2 separate regions of the Pan troglodytes genome follow, and region 2 is linked to region 1. A link is a contact called in public Hi-C data. All regions are on one chromosome and are shown on one strand. Each heading gives the region's core, a stretch centred on a gene start, on an enhancer-like site or on the middle of the called end of the contact. The rest is flanking DNA. Distances are from core to core; before and after follow the strand shown.

Region 1 (7,338 bases), core at 2,563-5,062:
TTCTTGAGCAAATAAGTACATATCTTGAGGATAATGACAGTCAGGTTTCTTACTGTTGGAGAAGAGAATTACAAATATAGAAAAGACGGAAACTATAAAGAACACTGAGGTGGATTGGAACTGGAGGTGTGAGTATCATCGACTTACTGTTTTCTGATATATAAACACAGGTAGATATGGAAATAGTTCTAGATGTGTGTATACACCTGTGAGTGTACATATGCACACATATATTTCCTAGATCTGTCCACTCAACAGGCCTAGAAGCAATGACACCTCAGTAACAAGAAGCACACTAAGGGCTCAGATTTTGGTTCCTAAACACCATCCTCCACTACAAGAAGGCAGGGCTCCTTGGAGAAAGAGCTAATTCCAGGCTGGAGAAGGAAAAGTACCATGATGAGCCTTGGTCATTTTGTAGTGCCAGAAAGTAAGACAGTGCTGAGAATGGTGGAGATGTGTCAGAAGGAGGCAGGAGCCAAGCTGAAGGGACTCCACTGGCCATATCTGGAGCAATGTGAACATCAAAATAAACAAGGATGGCAATGGAATACAATCCATTGAATAAAACAAGATTCCCTACTGAAATAAATATGCAAATGAACATAGAAAATGGGAAAGCTTTGTATTACAGTAGCCCACCAACTAATAAAATGAAAAGGAATGATGGAAATAGAAAACCATAATTTGGAAACTGTCATAGTTGTGGTTGATTCTGGCAGGAGACATCAATGGAGGCTAAGATTGGGAGATGCAAGTTTGATAAAGAACAGGATTATCTCCCCACAAAATGCCATCAATTTAAAGGGGGTAAATGGGGTCTTTATAGGAGAGAAACCTGGCAGACAAATGTTGGTACGTGACTGGTGATCAAAATAAACAGTTCCAGTTGTGGAATGGATTGACATCCTATGTCTCCTCCTTCCACCCCACGCAATTCGCTGAAATGAGAATAGCATCATTTCTGTGGTGTTCTTATCAAGGGAGCATGACCCAAGTCTGGACACCAGGACATTAGACAGACCCAGGGACGTCCTGCAGAATGAATGGTTTGTACTCTTTAAAACAGCTGATGACATGAAAGACAGGGAAAGACTAAGAAACTGTTTCAAATTGGAGAAAACTAAAGAGGCACAAGAACCATGCAACTTGTATTCCTGGATAGGATCTTGGACTAGAAAGGAAAAAGAGACATTGTTGGGACAGCTTGAAAATTTTGAATGGGGTCTGTGGATTGGATGGCAGATGTGTCCAAGTGCAAGCCCTGACTTGAAAGGTTCTATGGTGGCTATGTAGGAGATTATATAGTCCTAGTTCTGTAATAAATGATTTAACATGGCCAGGTGTGGTGGGTCATGCCTGTAATCCCAGCACTTTGGGAGGCCAAAGCAGGCAGATCACTTGAGGTCAGGAGTTCAAGACCAGCTTGGCCAACATGGTGAAATCCCCGTCTCTACTAAAAATACAAAAATGGCCCTGGCATGGTGGCGGGTGCCTGTAATCCCAGCCACTCAGGAGGCTGAGACAGGAGAATCGCTTGAACCCAGAAGGCAGAGGTTGCAGTGAGCCAAAACTGCACCACTGCACTCCAGCCTGGGCGACAGAGTGAGACTCTATCTCAAATAAATAAATAAATAAATAAATAAATGATTTAACAGTTTGCCAAGGACCAAGGGAACAGCTTCCTCACTTCACACAACAGGACATCTAAAGATACATTTGAAACATCTTCATCCTTTGTTTATTTTCTAATATAATATGCTGAACTCTATCTAACATCATGGCATGGCCCCAACATCCTCATTGGCCATTTGTCTTTCAGTCTATCGCTAAGAATTTATCTTCTTCCTGACCTGCTACTTCCTGGTTTTCTAACTTCAGGAGCTTTTTGTTCATTGAGGGTGCAAGCTTTTATTCTGCCTTGAAGCACTCTCCCCATTAGCTAGGAGATTTTTTGACAAGAAAGGTGTATCTAAGCCCATTTTCTGTAAAATCTGTCATTGCCTAAGTGGTACCCTGCTGCTTGAGTCCTCATTCGTCTCCATGGCAATGTTCTGAAACTAGTCTGCTTGTGTAAGTTCAAGGCCCATCAAATTATTTACCCTAACAGAGTCTTTGTATCCCACCAATGCACACACAGACACATTCGGTGCATCATAGCAGCAACCTTCAAAAACGTAGCCACAGTTTGGTTTATATTCATTTCAGAAACAACCTCATCTTTTGAACTGGATAGTCCACTCATCAGCTGAGCTTCGTTTACTCATCCATTCATTCATGTGTGTGGGCTTAGTGAGGGTTGACATAAAAACTTACCTCTTCCTTGGGGGCTGGAGTAGGAATCAGGGATGGCTTCATGGAGGAGTAGTTAGCTGACCACTGAAGGAGAAGGGCTTTCCTGACAAAAACAAAGCACAAAAGCATGGAGCTGTGAATGAGATGACCAGGCTGGGGAATGGGGTGAAGGAGGGTGGTAATGAGAGGTACAGAGGAGAGGCAAGAGAGAAGGATGGGAACACTCTCCTAAGTATAAAATACTGAGAAATTGGCACTTTTCTTTAAGGCACTGAGGAAGATTTTAGGAGGAAATGCAGCATCCTCTGATTCATGTTTTCAAAAGCTCTCATTTGCTGCTGCACTGAGGTTTGATTAAAGGGTAAAGTCTCAGGGGCAGAAACACACTGACGAGGGCCTGAGCACACCACAGAGTGAGGGTGCATGGTGGAGATTCAGGCACCACTTCAGAGGCAGGCTGGGGAGGACCCAGTGACCATCAGATGGAGGAGAGAGGGACACTGCAGGGATTTCTGAGCCTGTTTAATGTCCAAGAAGGGAGAGTGTGGGAGAGAAGATAAAGAGTTTCATTTGGTACAGTTTGAGGAGTCTCTGAGACATTTAGTAATAAAATTAGATTTTGGCACACCCCCTGTCCTCCAATTTCCCCACACCCTTCATTCTCTATCACAGGGATGAAGCAACCTGATGAGCTCATCTCCACTGAGGTTGAATTAAGATTTAAAGGTTTAACCTGTGACTCCCCAACAGGAATTGCATTTTCATTTAACAGGAGTACCACTTAGCCAATCTTAATCAAAGGAAGGACTCTCTTACAGCAAAATTCCAGGCAATGTGATGAGCAAGTTGGGGAGATGTTTTCAGGCAGGGAGATCTGCCAAACACCCCTCAAATCACATGACAGAGGCTACAGCTACAAACTGTCTTAGTGAAGAGAATTCCCTGTTGAAGTTTCCCCTTCATTCCAAAAAACCCAGATCATCCCATAGACAAAGGGATCTTCCTCCAGGCAGGACGATGATCTCTTATGGTGGGGTGGCGGGACAGCAGATGTCACAGAGGCCTGGGGTCACTGAGTTCAAGTCCTGGGTCTGCCATTTATTGCTGTATAATCTTGGGCAGTTATTTAATTTTTCTCTAAGACTCGACTTCACCATCCATTAAACAGGAGTTCAGAGCATTTGCCTCTGAGGCTGTTGTGAGCCCAGATTTAAATCACATGGTCACTGTAAACACTAGTTCCTTCTTCTCCCACCCTCACCTCCCCCAACTTATTACTTCAGACTTGAAACACCATCAGTCATTCTCACTGCCTCCACCATTTATTTCAGTGTCTTTCAACACCCAATTCACTTAGAGAAGCCTAATTTTCTTCCTGTTCATGCGCTATTAGCTGCTCTGACAACTCTAGGTGATGAAAACCCATTTGTGTGGCACAGGCTGAGCCTCCACACCCAGCGGAGCGGGCTGTGTCTGCGAGCCGCCTGCAGGGGGCAGCATCGGGCAGCGTAAGGCAACGCCAGGGCTCCCTTGTAAAACGCTGGGGTCGGTCTGGGGAGGGCCGCAGAGAAGGCGTTTGAATTCAGACTCCAGCTGACAAAGGATCCATTTTACTCCATGCGGGTCTGACGCAGTCTGTCAGAGAGTCAGGTCTTTGGTAAACAAGAGTGCAGGGAGTGGCTATCCAAAAGCAACCCCGACCCGCGCAAGTCCAGCAGCGTTTTTCCCAAACCCACACCGGGACTAGGTTACCTTTTAATAAGCACGGGTGAGAGAAGCAGAAGACATCTCCTTATGGACTCACGGGGCCCTTGTTGCGGATGCGCCTTTCACCCCCAGTGAAGTAGTGGGAGAGAGCCCTTGACAAGGCAAGAAGGGGAGCTTAACCTCCCCCTCCCCATAAGCATTTTTAGATTTTCCCACACACTCAGCCCCTTCGAGGAGTCCTGGAGAAAACAAAAGAAACAGACACAGATGCTGATTCTAAAGAAGCTATTAATATTGTTGAAAAGACATGCAGATGTGAAGCTGGGACGCAAGGGTACACATGATCATGCTCTGTTTCTGAGAAAGCCTGGTGGCTCCGTGTCCCCAAAGCCCCAGGATGCACAGGCCAACCTGGGATGAATTTCTATGATTCGTGAATTTGTTGACGTGGAAAAACAAAGGGGCAGAATGTTTAAAATCAATCAAGCCTGCCCTGGAAGTCCAGAATATGGGATCGCCGAAGGGACAGATGATCAGAGCTGTAGGAATTTGAGGAAGGGAGCTATTGATGAATGTGGTGTTAAGTGGCCTGGACAAGCCAGTGGACTTGGTCATTCCTGAGAGCCTCGGGCCTCTGTGCCAATGAGAGACACTCATCACCCACTCTCCTATTGACTTTGGCTGGGGAGGGGAACTGCTATGTCACCATGACATCATCACCTTCCAGGAATCATCGAGTCAGCCTCAGTCCTCGAGGCCCCGGAAGTGGAGGCCCCAAGGCAGGACCCACTCACTTCCTCCTAGCCAAAGGCCAGGGGAGAAGGGGCTGCTCCCCGCAGAGCTTTGGGCCTGTTTTTCACCACCCTCTCCCAGTACTCAAGGCAGCCAGGACCTGACCCAGGGTAGGTCAGCTTTGCAAAGAGACAGACATCAGCATGCTGCCAGCTGCACCACGCCCACCCACACTCTCACACTGTGGGAGAGAGGCCCCCAGTGGAGAATGGCAGTGGCTGAGAGTTGAAATGCAAGCATCCCTGGTAGAGGTCGGGCTTGTAGCTTTGCCAGTCCTTCATACCTCCTTATGTACATGAGCTTCTAAGGGAAAAAATGTGATGGAGGAAGGAATTAGGAATGAAGTAAGAGGGAGTGGGGGCTGGCAGGAACAAGTGCAGAAAGCCGAGGTGGGGAGGGCTAAAAGGAAACCTGTGCCCACTTCATAGCTGAAGGTCACTGCAGATCTGGTGTCACCTGCAGATAGTCATGGGGGGAGGCAGATCGGTCCAGGCCCATTCCTTTCCCGAAAGACAGTGAGCACCACACAGCTCAACTCATCCCATGGCCAGAAGCCCAGGTACAGCACCAGAGGGTATCCACCTGTGGCCCTCAGGGGGTGACTTCCTCTTGCCCTTTCCTCCAGCATAGTCACAGGTGCCTCCCCCATCTTCCCCATATCAGAACTTTCCCTTCTCTGCTAAGAGGATTCAAACCAGTATCTGTCCACACCACATCAGCATCTGTTTCATCTTTTCATTAAACTCAGTGTTCCGTTGCTCTGTAAGCTGGTCTTAGGAAAAAGAAAATTAACCAGTAGGCAATAATAAGATTTGCTAGCATGGCAAACATCCTATACTCCTCCTACCCCCACTAACACACACACACACACATACACACACACACGTGTGCACACACACAATTGGCCATGTTTACTACATTGATTCACTTAATGCCAACAACACCCTGCCAGGTAAATATCTCCATCTTCCAGCTGAGAACACTGCAGTTCAGAAAGGGAAAGGAAGTTCTCCAGGGCACACAACTAGTGAGTGACAAAGCCAGTCTCAGAAGCCAGGTCCGTCTGTCTCCAAGGAGCTGGGATCTTTGCATTTGGGTACTCTGACTCAAAATAGGAGCCTCCTCTGCCTCTGAGTCAGAAACTTTAAAATTAGAATTTCATTCAGCGATTCACAAAATCTTAAGGTTGGAAGAAATGTTGAAGGTTGTCCAGGTCCATGACCCGGCAGACATCTGCCTCTCCTGCATAGCAGTGTTCTGGCTTCTGCTTGGATGCTCCATATCCAGGAAGTGTCCTGGTTCAGCCCATGCCGGTTTAGAATTATTAGATGGTTCTAGTGGTTTTGGAGCTGAACTCTCTCCCTATAACATCCATGCATTGGGTCTCCTCTTGGGAACATACAGAACCTAAGCAGTGTCACCCCTAAATTCTCTTTCACCAGACTGTGTGTTCTCGAGTCCTTGCAAGCTGCTCTTATGTGGAGGTTTCTCCCCACTCTCCTCTGTATGGGGGTCTGGTTTGTCTGTTCAGTCTCGAAGGGAGACCCAGCATGACTGTAATTCTCCGGAAGGGAGCTGACCAGCCCTGAGAAGAATGGGACCAGGTTCCACTGAGGAGACTGTAACTTGTTCATTTATTTACAGATCTTAATACACTGGGGACTCATTTTGACCTTATTATGAATGAAAACCCTTAAATGCCTTTCCCATATGCTGTCCCTAAGCCACACCCTTTCCTGCCCCTGTGCGGCTGGGTTTGAGATGCTTATAACCTGTTCTCTCGGGTTAGGCAATGGCCTGAACATGCTCTTGTATGGTCTGACCAGCCCCCTGCTGCCCGGGCCTCTCCTCAGTGCTCCCTGGCACTGCTGACCCTCTAGGGCCCAGCCACATCCTCCCTCTGGCCCTGCTCTTGTTGTCCACTCTGAGGCTCAGCCATGGGGCCTCCTAGGCCCACCTCTGCAGCACGCTGGCTCTTAATTCCCAGCCTCCTTATGCCCCACAGGGGGCACCTGGGAAGTCGCGGATATACCTTCATGCAGGTCGTGGAGAAGCAAGGGCCACTGTCTCAGCCCTTCCTCTGACAGGACACAATTTGCCAGCATTTCCACCATGCCGGGGCTGCCCTGCAGACACCTGCAAGGGACTCTCTTCCCAGATATCCAAATGGGAAGTAGGCGGCAGGCCCCTCTACTTTCTACCTCCTATCTACCTATGTAGGCTATTTCTACCACCTTGCCCCTACCCTTAGTTCATGGGTGGTGGGTGGGGCACACAGCATGGTACCCTGCTCCCTCATTGTGTCAATCTCCCTCCAAGCCTCTCCCAGCACCAGCTGGGTTTTTCTTCCTTCCTGTGGGGCAGGCACTTCCTTTGTATGGAATCCTCTGTTCTCTCCACTGTGGCTTCACACATCAAGCCATGCTCAGATCCCCCCAGCTCTGCTCTGGATTTACAGAAGGGATCTTCTTGGAAAGTAGAAAAAATATATCCCTCTTATTAACCAGGCTCTCAAAATTATTGACTATTAGCTTGCTATGGACT
Region 2 (7,338 bases), core at 1,272-3,771, 54 kb after region 1:
CAAAGTTTTGCTGAAAAACATTTTTGTGGATAAGCGGGGCTTCAAAAGTTGGTTAAATTAGTTAGTATTAGACACCCACATATTGGGTGACAAATTGGTCTAAACTGACCTTAGAAAAGGCAGTTGTAGTGGCAGGTTTCTAGAACCTGACAGGTCGCTGATATTAGTATCTAATAGCAGTCCTCTGATCTAGGAGGAAAAATTAAACGTGTCTCTCTTGATACTTAGTGGAGTCAGTAAACAATGTCCTCAGTCTGCGAATGACTGATACTAAGAACCACACCTTCAATTTTCTAGCTCAGGCCCTGGTTTCCCTCCTCCCACTTCCCTCCCAACCCAGGCAGGTTATTACAGACAAGCAGGCAGTTACGTTGCTTCAAAATATTTAATACGTGTTAGACACGTAGAAGTTACATTTTTATACAAAAATCAATACAACGAAGGAGAAAATACTGTACAAAAACCTTATCAGCTCCCCCAACCTTTATACAACAAAGACTGGAGTCACCATATCTACAAAACCATAAGGTCTTTCCACTTCGGGCTTCTGTCTGTAAACTCTCATTTAACACTTTTTAAAAGCACTGTGTAGTACTTCTGACCTAGAGCTTTTAAAAATATATCTTTTCTCTATAAACTCCATTATTTCCAAGCTTGAACTCTTCTGTGAAGTTCGTCAAGCTTTTTCTCCCCTGCGGGGAAGCAAAGGACCGTTAATACGCCCCTTTCCTAGAGTAATCACAGGATATAAACGTTTCTTCATTGGGAGAGAAAGGTGGGGAGGGACAGAAGGAATCCAAGTCTGTGCTCTTGGCTAAATCCCTCTCGTCTTAGGAAATCCTGTGCGGAAACGCCACTCCTGGCCCTGAAGCGGGTCTAGCTTTCCGGTGAGGGGTGGGTGTAAAGTCCCTCCCTCCCCGGAGAACGAATGGGGAACTCCCCGACCCAAACCTTTTAGCCGCTTCCTTCTCCACGCAGCCGGCAGAGGAAAGTCCCTGTCTGCCCCCAATCTCTTAAACCCTGGGGAAGGAGTGGTGCATTCCAGAAGAGCAAAATAGTCTTAATGCCACAAGACAAACTTACATACACAGACATACACAAACACAAAAGTTAACGATCGTCCTCTTCCAATGAGCCTCAAGCTCCCAGGTCTCCAGATAAGCCAGATGCGCCCGGGGGCAGTTTGCGATGCCCAGAGGCAACCAGTCTGCCCAACGCGCTCAGCGCCCGCGGTCTCTGGGCGTCCTCGCAGCCGGGAAGGGCCTGGCCCTCACTTCGGGGACGCCCGCTGCTCCACCTCCTCCCCGCAGGGGGGCCAAGGGCTCAGAAAGCCACGATGGCTGTGCTCCAGGGGTTCATGTCTCTCAGCACCGGCTTATCGCAGCAGATCTGCCCGGGCTCGGCGGCTTCCGGACCGCTCTCCTCTCCCTCCTCTTCCTCCCTGCCGCCCCCGGGGCTTTTCCGTAGGAGTCCCGAGAAACTGGAACCGAAGATGCTGATGAGGTTAGCCACGTTCCCGGTCTCCATCTCCTCCGCGTCGTCGTCCTCTCCTCCACTCGGCGGCTGCTCTAAGTTCCGGCGGGGCTTCTTGAGCGGGGTCGAGCCGGGCGCCGGGCAGCCCGCTGGGCCGCCGCCCACCCCCGCCGCGCAGCGCTTCCTGGGGCACACCGCGGGCGGCGCGGGGGGCTCGTCCTCGGCTGGTCGCGGCGCGCAGCAGCAGGCAGCGCGGGGGGTCGCGGCCGGTGTACCCGGCGGGTCCTCCCCGCCTAGGGGGCAGCCGCAGGGGCGGCGCGCGGCACGAGATACCTCAGGAAAGACGCCCCAGCCTCCGGCGGTACCCTCGGCTTCTCTGGCTGCCGCCTGGCGCGGCCCCTCCACGCGGCTCCAAGCAGCTTCCGTCGCGTCCGCCTCTCCGCCCTGAAAAACGTCCCCGACTCCAGTCACCGTGGCCACCGGCACCTCGTCCCCTACCCGCGGCGCGTCTGAGACGGAGGAGCGCTCCGGCTGCGGCTCGGTCTCCGGCCAAGAGGCACGAGCGGCGGGCGGGGGCGGCTCTCCCCAGCCGGCGGGTGGCCCGGCCGCCGGCTCCCCGGGCTGCTGCTGCGGTGGCGGTGCCGGGGTCCCAGCGGGACCGGCCAGGTAGAGGCCGGGGCACGGGTCGCTCAGGTAGACTTGGCGGGCGCTGCGCAGCACCAGCGAGACCAGGAGGTTCTTATGCAGCTTGATGCCGCCGCGCTGGACCCGCGAGTTGTAGATCTTGCCCAGAGAGATGCTGACGATGCGGTGAGCCTCCAGCTTGAACTCCATCCTGCTTCCCCTGCACAGGGCCGTCGGCGCCGGGGTGACACGTTTGGAAATTGGGAGGGAACGGGAGGCGCAAACAAGTCCGCCCCCTGGGCACACCCTCGATCACCTAAGACTCCGAAGAGAAACGACTCTGGTGACGCGCGCGCAGATCTACTAACCTCTCCACACAAGACAACTTCCCCGTTTCGGGTCCGGTCGCTAAACAGGGCAGCCCGGCAGCCTCGCGTCTTATATAGGCTCCTCGACCGCCAATCACGAAGGGCCGCCAACCGTTCCGGGGCTGGCCGGCGCGCCCTCGTGCGCCGCGCACGGCCAATCGGAGCCCGAGGAGGGGCGCCAGGGCCCGTTCGAACGTTAGTCCCGCGGAGCAGGCTCTTAAAGGGGGCGACGGCTTGCGGCCGCAGACCAGGCCCGTGGGGAGTGAATGTTGGGGACGGTGCTCGAGAGCGCTACCGTTTGGAGTTACAGATTCTGGCTTGTGCGATGGCTTGCCGGAACCAAAGCGAACAAAATATTCGAACTTTCTTCCGAACACGGTGGTGGACTCTGTTCTGCCATAAAGTCCTGATCCTTCCCGGATCGACTCCGCCCTCACCAGCCACGCCACCGTTTCCAGGCCGGCCACACCTGTAAGCGACCCCCCTCAACCCTGGCAAAAATAGAGATGGTGGCCATACGCGGCGGAGGACACCCCTGGATAACAAATAGTATTACTGCAAAGTATTTGGCAATCATTATTTTTGGATGAGCCGCTTTCCCCGCTAGAGTCACATACACTCTTAGCAGCTGTCAGTTCTAACCCCAAAGGAAAGGGGGATTCCAGAAGTTTTTGGCTAGGTTTTTGGCTTCTTATCAAGGAATCGTGTCTAGATACAAAGTTATTGGTTGTCCTCTAAAGCTGGCATCTTTCACTTTGTTCTCTAGATTCTAGAACAAACCCAGTTATCAAATAAGTTAAATGGAAGATGTTACAGGTTCTCCACAATGATTTTTTTTCCTTTTTTTTTTCATTTCCATTTTTCCATTACAAGGACTGACCCAGTCCACCCTTGGAAAAATCGAGCAAGTTCTGAAAATAAAAAGAAAGAAGTCCTGTGTTCCCATGATGATGTCATAATTTCATTTCGTGTCAAGGTAAAAATATAGTGCTAGGGAGTTCCAGAATTTTCTGGTCAGTCAACAACTTAGTCCATCTACTGGTCCTTATAAGTATATCAGGACACAATTACCACGGGGTTGCCCAGGGTCCTGGACTGGAAACATGGAGTCACTTCCAGTTAGTTCCACCGAAGCTCCACCACAGACCTGCCTGAGGACTCTGGGTAAATAACCTCAGGCCGCTTCAATGTCTCCACTGCTGAAAAGGGGGAAGTCACATACACATCTGCTTTATTGTACAGACGATAAATGACAACTTCTCAGCCACAATCTGAATGAGAAAACTAAGCACTGCTTTCTTGGAGTCCATGTGGAACCCTGGGCCTGATCCTGCCCCGGGGTTGGTCAAGCAATGAATTTATTTAGGAAAAATACCAGTGAAGAGTGGGCTTGATCATGACCAATTCACAATCTCCAGAGGATGTGATGGCTCAATAGCATTACCTGTGCCCACAACTGATGGTAACTGAGACAGCAGGCTCTGAGACCCAGAGTTCCTCCCCTCTAGGAATTTTCAGCCCACGTAGAGGAAGAGATAAAATAATGACACAAATAATTACAAAACCAAATAGCATATATTGAGTAATGACGCAAGAATTTTTCTCTTCTCTTTTTCTTTGCAAGTTATTAGTCACTATAAAGCAATGGCTAAGAGCACAGGCTGAGGAGGCTGGCTTCCTAGGTTGGAATCCCAGCTTCACCTTTCACTTGCTGCATGGCCTCTGGAAAATTATTTCACTTCTCTGTGCTGCTGTCTTTTTTATTACAAAATAATCAGCCGGGTGTGGTGGCTCACGCCTGTAATCCTATCACTTTGGAAGGACAAGGTGGGCGGATCACTTGAGATCAGGAGTTCAAGACCAGCCTGGCTAATATGGTGAAACCCTGTCTCTACTAAAAAAAAAAAAGACAGTAATTAGCCTGGCATGGCGGCAGGTGCCTGTAATCCCAGCTACTCGGAAGGCTGAGGCAGGAGAATTGCTTGAACACAGGAGGCAGAGGTTGCAGTGAGCCGAGATCACACCATTGTACTCCAGCCTGGGCAACAGAGTGAGACTCTGTCTCAAAAAATACAATAAAATAAATATAAATATAATAATAATAATGCCTACCTCTTAGAGTTTTTGTGAGGGTAGAACAAGGTAGCATATGCAAAGCTCATAGAACAGCACCTGGCATATAATAAGCTATCAATGTAGGCTAGTTCTCAGAACACACTACCCCACATACTACCCTGGGGTGGGAGAAGAGGCTGGGAGAAGAAAGGAACATAGATGGGAGAAAGTTTCACCAAAGAAGTTGTATCTGAAGAGGGTGCTGAAAACCTCTGAGGTAGGATCCACAAGTTCCAAGCAGCAGGAGCAACAGAGTCCAGTGTAGGGAACATCTTACTTTGCAGTTGTGCTGGGTACATGCCCAAAAGCAAGTGGGAAAGGCTAGAAACAGAGGCCGAGGCTGCATGATAGTGGGTTGTGGGTGCCTTGATGAGGAGATAGGACCACAGGGACCTTACTAAAGGTTGTTCAGTAAGGGAAGCACAGAATAGATTCTAGAACAGTTGGTGCATAGAAGAGCACATAAAAAGCTCTTGTGGAAATTTAGGCAAAGGGTTGTGAAGACCTGAACTAGATGGAGGCAACAAGAATGAAGAAACTGGCAGGGCGTGGTGGCTCACGCCTGTAATCCCAGCACTTTGGGAGGCCGAGGTGGGTGGATCACGAGGTTAGGAGTTCAAGACCAGCCCAGCCAGCATGGTGAAACCCCGTCTTTACTAAAAATACAAAAAATTAGCCGGGCATGGTGGCACGTGCCTGTAATCCCAGCTACTTGGGAGGCTGAGGCAGGGGAATTGCTGAAACTCAGCAGGCAGAGGTTACAGTGAGCGGAGGTCGCACCACTGCACTCCAGCCTGGGTGACAGAGCGAGACTCCATCTCAAAAAAAAAAAAAAAAAAAGAGAATGAAGAAACTGAGAGACAAAAGAACTTTAGTGATGATCTGGGATGCCCCCACTCACCCATCCAGGCAGGTTATTGCTAGCGTCAGCCTCTTGCCTTCCATGAAGGCTTTCTGACCCGCCTGAGCTGAGCTTTTCCATCATCCACCACTGTACTCAGCACACTCCTTCATCACTGCCCTCATCACTTTCTCCTGTCATGCCCAGTGTCCCTCCCAGACTATGCCTTCATTGAAGGCAGGAGCCCAGCTCATATTTGTAGCCAGGATATGGTGAAAATACATAACAACTGGTGCAGTACAGGCACTAACCATCAGAACAGGGTCCTGGAGGCCCTTACAATGCTAGGGGTTTGGAGGGCTCCTGCAAGAGGGGCTGCTGGCCAGTAAGGGGGTACTCACGGGCTTAGGGCAGAGGTTCTATCAACTGACATGGAAACATTTCAATACTTTAACAACTGGGTTGGCTGTACCAGTGCATACTGAGTGATTATGCACTTGGATTAATGAATTCCTAATAATAATAATGTTTACCAAGCACTGTGCTAGACATAGTACATGCATTATTTAGCGCATTTATAAAGTTCTGAAAGTAGATATCATTATCTTCATTTACATTTAACCTACTTAAAGCTCCAGTGTGGGGTCATGGGGCTAGATTGCCTGGCTCCTGTTCTCACTGCTGTGTGAGCTTTGGAAAGTCATCTCACCTCTAGGTGAAATGGGAAATCCATATTTTAGTTTGCTTATATAGGCAAGTTATTTAACCTCTTTGTGCCTCAGTCTCCTGTGAAAAATGGGAATAATAAAAATAACTAAATTGCTTAGTACAGTTCCTAGCACCATATAAACACTTATAATTCTTAGTTATTGTTGTTATTATGGTTATTGTTATCACACCAGTGCCTAGCACAGTTCTGAACACATAGTAGGTACACTCTTAGTACTTGTTGAATTTTTAATGCTTTTTCTGCTGTACCACATAATAGGTGCTTAATAAATGTCTGATGACTTTCAAGTTGCACATTATCACTGTCATTATCAGGATTTTCTTTGATCCTGAGCGAACGAAATGGAACCTTTAGAACTCATGTCTGGAGGGCCCGAGTTCTTATGATCAGGAAACTTCACCTCCACCTACCAAAAAAAGCAGGACGATAGCATATTCTTTTCAGATTCAGCAAGCAGGAACTGAGTTAGAATTTGCCATCATCCATCTCTGAGATTTTGTCAGTTTAAAAGAGAAGTTCGCAGCATGATCAGAAACAGTAGGGTTGTCAGAAGAACAGAGGAACCAACTGCTCTGGAAGAAAAGGCCAGAGCACCTCCCACAGGTCTGTTCTGTCTTTTCACCCCTCTGCTGGGCACAGGCAGATTAGTACAAGGAGCTTTGGGCTCTGCTGTTTCCACAGCTGTCTGAGGTCACTCAGGCGCTATCTGGGCTCAAGCCTGTGGATTCCTGTCAGCACAGGCTGCTCTGCCCACTGCTGTTGACACTATTTACGCCCTTGTTTACACAACTAATTGAAGGCTAAGTATTATTATCAGATGATTAAAGATCTTAACTTGCCTTAAATTACGTCTAGTCTGTGCAAACCCACTACAGATTATGCACACGGTAGCTATGTGAGAAGTAACAATTAGTAAGAAGGGAGTTGGTGAAAGAAAAATAAGTTATTTGCACTGTCCCTACCTTTCAATATTAGGACATTTTCAATTGGTGGGGGGTGAGGGGCAGTGTCAAAGTTGCTTATGCAATCAAATAGTCATTTGTATGACATACTAAATATTTAGGGGGAAAAGATCTATAAAAATACATTATTAGCACTTTGTGTAAGTGATACTCCTTTTTTTCTTCTGAGAACAGACAAATCCCCTTTTTTTTTTTTTTTTTTTTTTTGAGACAGAATCTCACTCT

The links. Hi-C and Micro-C count contacts between places; a contact is called where the count stands out from the background.
Region 2: a contact with region 1 is called in a Hi-C map of stem cell-derived neural progenitor cells, with 5 times the contacts expected there. The contact joins the promoter of IER5 here to the enhancer-like site in region 1. A contact is called at or near these places in 5 of 7 Hi-C or Micro-C datasets (blood, induced pluripotent stem cells, a lymphoblastoid cell line and 1 more), 1 of 1 datasets of contacts at active chromatin or transcription factors (stem cell-derived excitatory neurons) and 1 of 1 other capture datasets (stem cell-derived neural stem cells).

The regions. Positions count from the first base shown.
Region 1 is chr1:67,989,304-67,996,641 of NHGRI_mPanTro3-v2.0_pri, forward strand. No RefSeq gene overlaps it. Among named protein-coding and RNA genes, the nearest start is that of IER5, 54 kb to the right of the region's middle. Within about 2 kb of position 3,813, at least 10 of the 24 cell types and tissues checked have an H3K27ac peak or open chromatin away from gene starts, as enhancers often do. A contact at or near this core is called in stem cell-derived neural progenitor cells and stem cell-derived neural stem cells, where this site is marked.
Region 2 is chr1:68,044,758-68,052,095 of NHGRI_mPanTro3-v2.0_pri, forward strand. IER5 (immediate early response 5) reads right to left here and starts at 2,522. Exons shown (of 1, transcript XM_016933680.3): 1 at 367-2,522. The coding sequence starts at 2,307. The coding sequence ends at 1,324.